Linked DNA regions of Danio rerio: region 1 is linked to region 2. A link is a contact called in public Hi-C data. All regions are on one chromosome and are shown on one strand. Each heading gives the region's core, a stretch centred on a gene start, on an enhancer-like site or on the middle of the called end of the contact. The rest is flanking DNA. Distances are from core to core; before and after follow the strand shown. Region 1 holds the start of nucb2a (nucleobindin 2a). Region 2 holds the start of phf23b (PHD finger protein 23b).

Region 1 (4,409 bases), core at 1,306-3,805, 390 kb after region 2:
AACAGAATTCTTATTGTTTGTTTCAATGTGTAAACATGTACTGGGGAAATCTCTGAAGCTGATGTTTGTTTGGTTTCTGACATATGCTACAAGCGTTAAACCAATTACAACAGCATGCGTCACCTGACCTACCAGAGAAGAATGGCAGGCTTTAGGGTGGATTTTTGAATGGACTGTTTCAAACACTGTAAGAAAAGAGGCGATGCTGCAATCTATAATCTATATTTTTGAAAATCAAAGTCTTTTTGACTGTTGATGAATGTAAATAGATTGCAGGATTATAAAGTTTTATAATAGGGGCACTTTGAAGGCCTGTATAAAGTAATATTTCCCCAGTGACTATTTTTCTCTAGCTCTAGATCCGTCCTTGTGTGAATTATTACACTATGAAAAGATTTATAATGACTACACATGGTCTACATTTACAATCTTTATCTAGTGATTGCAAATGGCTTTAAATAGAAATGTCTCAGTTTTATGCAACATGAAATATATTTAAATTGTAAATCTAGAAAGAAAAAAAAGATACATAAAAGCATTTAAAGTGACAGATGCTGACTAACTTTAAGTAATGACGTACCGATTTGATGAGTCTGTCCAGATCCTCAACCTCAAATGTATGCGGATTCATGTGGTTCAGATATTCAAACTGTTTGAGTAACGCCTGGTGATCCACCGCAATATCTGACAAAATGAAAGAACTCTGTTTAAAGAACGATCAGAAATAAAGACCCTCTCAGTGTTGATTTAATTAGTGTGATATATTGTTCTGTTCATTTATTCATTCATTCATTTTCCTTCAGCTTAATCCAATTTATCAGAGGTCTCCACAGTGGAATGAACCGCCAATTATTACAGCATATGTTTTACGCAGCAGATGTCGTCCAGCTGCAACCCCGTACTGGGAAACATCCATACACACTAATTCACACACACACACACTCATACACTAAAAGCAATTTAGTTTGTGCAATTCACTTATAGCACATGTTTTTGGACTGTGGGGGAAACTGGAGCACCCAGAGGAAACCCACGTGACGAGAGGGAAAACATGCAAACTCCACACAGAAATGCCAACTGACCCAGCCGGGACTCAAACCAGTGACCTTCTTGCCTTGAGGCTACAGTGCTAATCACTGAGCCACAGTAAAGGCCTCTGTTCATTTATTAATATGCTATTATACATTATTTATGTGTAATTACCCCAAGCGTTCATTCAATTCAGTTTACTTTTACTGTAAACTGTTTACATTTACTTTTAAATCTTACCGTTTCCTCCTTCGATGTCTTGCTTGGCCTTGATCAGGGTTCTCAGGCGACTGACTTCTTGCCTTTTTAGTTCATCCAGCTTGCTTCGCACATGGTGGCTGACAAAGTCGAGCTCTTTAGCCAACTTCCCTTGCTAAAATCAGCAGGAATGAACAGATTAGCTCTGCGTGACCTTTGTATTAAACAACAACACAAATAAAGCCATGCTGCTTCTTACCTTTATATCTTCCATGTCTGTGTTGTGGAGCTTTTCTCTGAAATGTTGATCTTTTTCAAGGAAATCAATAACTTCTCTGAGATAGCGGTCATAATGTAGTCCAGTGTCCTACAAATATGAAATAATAGCCATAAGTACATACATTGTCGAATGTATTTATTCATTTATTTTTTACAACAAACATACAATGATGTATTTTTCTGAAAATGTTTTTTTAAAAGTGTGAGCTTATAGCCCACACAAAAATAACCACGCATATTAATACAACCTGGAACTCCAAGACTACTCGCTGCCAGAGCCTGTTATGTAATCGACTGATTAAATATCTTACCACACTCTGAGGGGGCTCTTTGACTGTTTCCTCAGGGATCTTCACCTTTGTTTTATCTATACTTATTGGCACTGCTTGGGCCCAGGAGAGCACACTCGCCAACACAAGGCAGCTGGTGAGGAGCCCCTTTAAACAGGACATCTGGAAAAGTCGGCATATATTTAAATGACACATTAAACGGGAGATGACAGCTCTATCATATTAAATAACGACCTAGTTAACGTTAGCTGATTACCATTTTAGGTGGTCTTAACGCTAGAGCTGAAATGTTTTCGACATCCTAGTTCGAAAGTAAAAACTGTTTAGGTAAACAGCTCACTAGGCTGAAACACAGCCACTGATTGGCAGATCAGTTCTCCAATAAATCCGTTACTAGGGATAAACAACATTACAGGCCATTAACGGGCCACTATTTTAAAGGGATACTCTAAATATTTACGTTTGTTTATGCTAAATTATAGTATTACAGAAACATGGTGTGATATCGATACATAGAAGCTAATTTCTTTAGCTTTCCTTTGACTGAAGTCTATTGCATGCGTTATAGCGGCACTCGCTGTCTATACGTGAAAAGTTGATGCTCTATTTGGGTTAATCCATCTTGAGCTATTCATAATTAAATAGCAGCACTTACGTTGTCAGGTTTGGTTTATATCGAGCTATCTCGGGTGTTTTCTGCTTCCTTTCATTACCGCTGGCTTCCTGACTGTCCGCTATCTTGGACTGATGAGGCAGATTCAGTAAAGCTAGAGAGCGGCAGGAGGAGGCAGAGAGCTCCACGTAGATCAAGTAGATCTGAACTGAAACATTGGGCTTTAATGATGTTGTTTCTTACGACACTGTCACATTACTTCCTCTTGGGGGCGCTCGGTGGCTTAGAATCATCCACTACGTCCTCCCTATTCTCTTCCTTTTATATATTTACACTCAATGTTAATCTTGTTGAAGAGATATAGTTCACCCAAAAATCAACATTTCCTCACCATGTACTGACACATAAGTGGTTTCAAACTTTTTATGATTTTTTTCTTCAGTTAACTCTTGTACACCCCGTTAACCCTGTTTTCATTCATTCTTAATTTGCCCCCTACTTTCTCGGTTTCAGCAAATAGAATGATTTTTGGTGACAACTTATTTAGACACATATTTTGAAAAAATGCTTTGAAATAATAAAAAAAAACTTAATGTTTTAACACTGGGCGAATTTACTACCCTCTCATTGTGTTAGTAGCTGTTTTTGCCCTGCTGACTTCCATTATAATGACATTTTTTATTGCTATGCCATGACACCATATACAGGGGTTGACATATACAGGCCCTAAGCAATTCCAGGTATGGGGCCTTAGCATTTAAACTCAAAACTCTCCCTTTTTGAGTGAGTAAACTGCATGTTAAAATATTTTAAGTGGATTCTTTTTAATGTAAAACTAAATACAATACATTCACAAATAAAAAACAAGTTTACAAACTGTGTGTATGTAGTTATAGTTAATTAGCTGTACTTGTGATTTGTGAATTATATTTGCATGTGCACTTGGAAGAAAGGAGGGTTTAGAAAAGAAGGTATAACATTAAAATCTTAATGGTTAAAGAAAGATTTTACAACATATGATAGAATAATTATAAAAGAGCTGTATAATTAATAGACTGCATTGGTTGGGGCTCCTTAATTCAGCCCTAAGCAACTGCTTACCCTGCTTATTGGTTAAGTCTGCCCCCCCCTGACCACATAATCATGCATTCTTGTTTGTTAATTGGTTTTCCTGTTGGAAAGAGGTAAACATTTTTAAAATGTAACATTACACAGAAGTTAAAAACAAAACAATATATAAGAATGTTGGAAAAAAGTTTCCAGGAACAAAAATACTTAAAATGTCATTCACTGTTTCCCCCCCACATTCTTCGGTAATGAAAACTAAGAATATGTCTTTACAGCACAATGTATTCTGGAAATTTGGGGCATGGAAAGCTGCACCCATTGATTTCTCTATGTTTATTATATTATATTCACTCACATGCAATAAACTGTAAGCACTCACATTACAAATAACGAAGAAAATCATATCTGGAAATGTTTTCTAGAGACAGCTCGTTGGTACGCTGTTACTATATAGATAAGTTAGTTCACTTATTTTATAGCATCCTCTTCATGTGTTCAGCTTTTTTAGCTTTATTTTAGAATATTAAGAATATATCTAATATCCAGAATAACATGGAATGCATATTTTCAGCTTGTCAGACACTATTGGCCTTTTCTGTAGTAATTTGCATTGGTTTATATTCAACTCTCAAGCTTGTCTGAAAATATGACATAACACAACTACCATTCACTATATATCTTGTGTTCAGCAGAAGAAAAAAAACTCAAACCGGTTTTGAACAAATAAAGGATGAGTAAATGATGACAAGAGTTTTCATTTTTGGGTGAACTGTCTATCCATTTAATTGTGATATCTGGTAGCCTACACAATTTTCTAATATTGGTCCATCCTGGCCAATGTTCAAAAGTAGAACATATTACAGTTTGTTTAATACACAATGCAATTTGCACTGTACACACACACACACCTAGAGGTGCTATGCTCCGCCCAG
Region 2 (4,947 bases), core at 411-2,910:
GTTTGACTTACCAGAGTCTCTGCTTTGCACTTCAGTAATGAATCTATGCAATGAAAAAGATAAGCAAAGAATACAGTTAATTCGTTGCTAAACAACTACTTTAACCAAAAACACACCTGGAGACAGTTCGTGCAGCTTTTGTTGTACAAACCTAGTAAATGCGAGTTTCGGCGGCAAGCTAATTCGCTAACGTAACTTTGCTGTTCCTCGCGACACCCTGTTGATTGAGGCGTAAAATTCTAGTGCGCAGGACACCATTTTACATCCCAACAACCACACGGTTTGAGAGACTTTAGTTGTGGGGAAAACTAAACAAATTTAGAAGCAAAAACACTAAGCTAAAGCTGTGGTGAATGCGAGAGGACGCAGCAGCATGTGACTTAAGCCCTATTCACGGCGTCGAAGCACCACAAGACAACTTGGCTGGATTAGGAAGTCTTCTAAAGCAGATATAGCCGATTTAATATTTTAAAAACGACTAAATCAATGCAATTAACATTAGCGACACCGACGACAAGACATTAACCGCGGCAAAACAAAAGAGTTACAGTCAGGCGGCGAAATGCTACTATGCTAAGCAGCGACCTGTATTTGAAGACAGCATTATGTCTTTAATGGCATTGTAAATGTCATTGGAACATTCTAATCGTGTATTAATACGACTATGAAACTGGCACTCGATTAAAACGATCATTAGTGCAACTAACTGAAAATAGAGCTGGTTTACTTAGCAAAGAGAAAATGCGCAACGCTGCGTAACTGCGGTTTTGTAAACGTGCCCATTAAATCATTTGAACAGAAAGCAGAGGTTGGATATCAGGGGGGATTTTCTTTATCATTTATGAGTTACAGCTTAACGAAAGGTTAAAAACAACTTGGGTAATTTATCTCCATTGGACAAGATAGCAACTCGGCTAATCCTTTTACGAAGCAGCTCGTCAGTGCAGAAAAACCTTCATCACCACTAACAAACATCACAAAGCGATTGAAATTGAATTGGGTTTATCAGAAAAATCAGCCTGCTAAAGTAAGAAGTATGCAAAGTTACTGCAGCGTAAAGCTTCTAACGTTAAGTTAACAGGCTAGCTGACTCTGCTAAAACTGGACGTGATGGGTGTTGCCTACCTTAACAGTGTTAAAGTTTGAATATTTAAAAATCTATGAGTTGCCTTACCTTGGTGCTCGGACATTATTTCAAGCATTGTCGCCTTAAACTCGATCCTCTTCAGTTGGATGACACCGAGCAGCGTCAATCTCTTCGCCCGGCTTGGGCGCAGCAAGCCCCGGCTGTCCAGCTACAGTCTATTAGCTGGGCATCGGAGTCACTTAAACGACGATTTTACAAACAGATCCGATGGAATATCGCTGTATCTCGAGTCCCTGGAAAGATCAATTAACTTAATTTTGGCCAGCAAGCAGTGTTGCAAAATAATCCAGCTGGCAGTTCAATTACCTAACGGACCACCAAGCAAAAAAGAACCAACGATAAAACCAGGGATCCAACATGATTTTGCAGCGAATGATGGTAATGTAGACTCTATGTTGGCGTTGTTATCCTTTTTCGACGAAAGTGGTGAAAACACCAAAGTAATTACGTCTGCGTGTCGCCTCCGGCGCGCCTCACTAAAGTCGACGATGTCAACTGACTCCAGAAACCCCTTGCGGTGAAATTGCCGCTGCGATGTAAAAATTTGCTTTCCAATAGTCAATGGGACATGTAGTTCAAACAATGACTTTAACTGCTGAATACATCGACAAGCAAACTTCAATAACCATGATTCATTGCGCCAGTCGTAGGTCTGTTGTGCTCACGGGAAGTTGAGTTTATCTGTTCCTACTCGTAAGGTTTTTATTTTCTCCTTGCGTACCCCATATGTTTAAATTAATTTAAATCCATTTATAAATACCAAAATCATTATATGCATATCCTCGAACATTTTAGTCAGTGGACCGGGCTACCCCAGACTGGTCATTTCGGTTGCCAATGACGTTTAACGTGTTTTATCATTAAACCCAAGTCAAATAGAATAAAAAAAGACGAGTAGCGGTACTACCTGATAATACTCGAAAGTGGGCGCTAGAAGGCTCACAAAATCCACCATATTTAGAATATAAGTAGTTAAAATGTAAAGAATATAATATATTAGACAAACCGAACACATAAATATCTTATTATTAATTTAATCTAATGAAAATGTCTGGCACTGTGCCAAAACTAGACTTAAACAAAAGCTTTTTGAGTCGTCAGCCTCAAATGAAAAACACAACTTGTTTAGATTCGTGGCTTTGATTTTTCTGAAAATAGTATTTTGATTATTTTTCAAACGCAAAAAAAATATATAAATCCAAATACATTACTGAACTAAAACATAGGCTTCATTTCCTATTTTTGGACTAATAAATAGTTATACAGTTACATTAGTACTGCGTGATATTTAAAAATCTTAAATATTTTTTTATTCTGCGATAATCATTGCGATATGAATACAATTTCACGAAGTTGAGTGGAGTAACTATTTGAAAAGATTTTATCATTTTAGATTGATTAGGATGATGTAGGGGAGTGCATTAAATATAATATATAATAAACAATCCACAAGCATAAATTCAATAAAGAAAAATATAAAAATTAAACATATCTTATTTATTTATTTTATTAACCATTTTATTGTTTTCTGAGAAGTCGAACTGTATTCAGGTATACAGTAATTGAATTATCAAATGTAAAAAAAATACTACATAGTCTTCTTTTTTATATACTCAACATAGCATATAATTGAAATGTAGCTATTGGGAATTATTCTATTGCGATATGGATGCTCAGGCCCGTAGCCAGAGGTGGCTGATAAAGTCCAGAATTTGGCCCCTTCCTGAGCTCAAATGTCTCATTTTTGACTACTTTGCCATTAAAAATTGTGAAAATAACCAATAGAAAAAGGCTTTAAAACAAATTTAATGTTTAATTATTCAAAGTTTCTTAATTGTTTTTTTCTTTTGATTGATGATAAATTGATTATAATAAATGTTCATATTTCTTCATAAAAAATTGTATGCTAATCTCAACATTATTTATAAAACTGTAATTATATATAATAACTTAAATGCACATTTGTAAATATTCACTACAAAGTCAAATAGTATTGTAAGCACTTTGACAAAATCGTAGGAAATATTTTGGTACATCAAAATCTGCGGTCACAATCCAACAAGCTAATCCAGCAATGCTTAGTTCTTAAAATATCACTAAAATGCAGCATTTTAACCTCATTGTTTAATAGAAAAAGAGGCATAGAACTGCAAAAAAGTCTACTTTTGACAGAAAAAACTACCCCTTTCAATAGTTTGTCTACAGGTGCTGAAACGATATAGGCCTATTGTGCAGCCCTAGGTTACATAATACGTTCCACTGTTTCTGGGCCATCGAGCGCCCCCTGTAGGACAAGAACACGAACACAACAGAAAATACTAAAGACGCTCCATTAACTTTATTTCACTGACCAAACCCCTAACAACGAAATCAGCTCCTGCTTCAACGGCGGTTTCCACCTTCAATACATCATCATCATTATACAGTACAGTACAGTACTGCCTCGACAAGGCTCCTGACCACACAGGCATTTATCAGCTCCTCATTTTTTTTTCTAAAAAGAAGAAATGTCCGAGAAGGACCCAAAATCATCTCAGGACCTTACTGTTGTGGTGAGTATTTGCTTTTCACTGATAGACCTACTAGGTCGTGCACTTACAGTCGACCAGTATTCAGTCACGCTCACTTTATTTGTCAATACAACGGTAACGAAAGTGTGTAGTGCTGTGATTAGCACGTTATTACCTATTATGATTCATTAATCGGTCTTAACTTGATATCGAAACATCGCTCCTGCGAGTTCCCACAACAAACGTTTTATTTTCTTCATAGATCTATAGTTAAATTAAATTAGAGTGTAGATTAATTGATTGTGAGTACAATAATAAAGCGAAGGTTTCTTCTTTATTTCATTGTAAGGTGTCTTGTGTCATTTCACGAGGTTTCCCTTGTTACTATGGTTTCGGTTCCTCGCGTGGGCGGAGTGCATGCCCTTAAACTGCTGTTTTTACTCGTATGTGGGCAGCCCACGCAAACACCCACACGACTCTAGATATGCCAGCTGAACGCAGTGTCCATTCACAATTTTTCTTGTATAAATGTGCAGTTTTTGTCTGATTGCTGGCTTTACTAGATTTCATCTTAATATTTTTCCTTCTCTTCAATTCAGGTGCAAACCTTGCTGCAGCAGATGCAGGACAAGTTTCAGACCATGTCAGATCAGATAATTGGGAGAAATATCCTTCTGCATGAGCGTTTTATTATTGTTTTATTTGCCTTTTGAAAAAAAACAATTTAGGCCAAACCCAATTCCAAAGTGGGTGTCATGGTGGCACAGTGAGTAGCAGGATCGCCTCACATCAAGAAGGTCGCTGGTTTGAGCTTTGGCTGGGTTAGTTGGCATTTCTGTGGGGAGCTCCCCCACAGTCCAAAGACATGTGGTATAGGTGAATTGAATAAGCTAAATTGTTCGTAGTGTATGTGTGTGTAAATAAGTGTGTATGGATGTTTCCCAGTGATAGTTGCAGCTGGAAGTTGCAGACTAAGCTGAAAAGAAAGTTAATGAATTAATCAATTCCGATGTAATCTTTCACAAACTGGCTGAGAAATGTCAGATATACAATGAATCAAATATAAAGCCAAACAAATAAACAAAAACAAGACAAACAAAAAAATGTATAAAATAACTTGCATACTGTGCAGACATCAAACAGAAACGTTGTAAGGGGTTAAATAAAATCAATTCTTGAAACATTCATTTATTCATTTTCTTTTTGGCTTAGTGCCTTCATTAAGCAGGGGTCGCCACCGTGGAATGAACCGCCAACTTATTCAACATATGTTTTTTATTCAGTGGATGC

The links. A called contact is a pair of places that touch in the nucleus more often than the background predicts.
Region 1: a contact with region 2 is called in a Hi-C map of hematopoietic stem cells, with 2.6 times the contacts expected there. The contact joins the promoter of nucb2a here to the promoter of phf23b in region 2. A contact is called at or near these places in 2 of 18 Hi-C or Micro-C datasets (caudal fin and hematopoietic stem cells) and 1 of 4 datasets of contacts at active chromatin or transcription factors (embryo).

Annotation. Positions count from the first base shown.
Region 1 is chr7:27,038,231-27,042,639 of GRCz12tu, forward strand. It overlaps nucb2a (nucleobindin 2a), which reads right to left and starts at 2,556. Exons shown (of 13, transcript NM_201493.1): 1 at 2,452-2,556; 2 at 1,818-1,958; 3 at 1,487-1,594; 4 at 1,270-1,402; 5 at 581-684. The coding sequence starts at 1,958.
Region 2 is chr7:26,648,348-26,653,294 of GRCz12tu, forward strand. It overlaps phf23b (PHD finger protein 23b), which reads right to left and starts at 1,661. Exons shown (of 6, transcript NM_199844.1): 1 at 1,454-1,661; 2 at 1,175-1,380; 3 at 12-43. The coding sequence starts at 1,202. It overlaps hsbp1a (heat shock factor binding protein 1a), which reads left to right and starts at 3,556. Exons shown (of 4, transcript NM_001172634.2): 1 at 3,556-3,699; 2 at 4,257-4,323. The coding sequence starts at 3,655.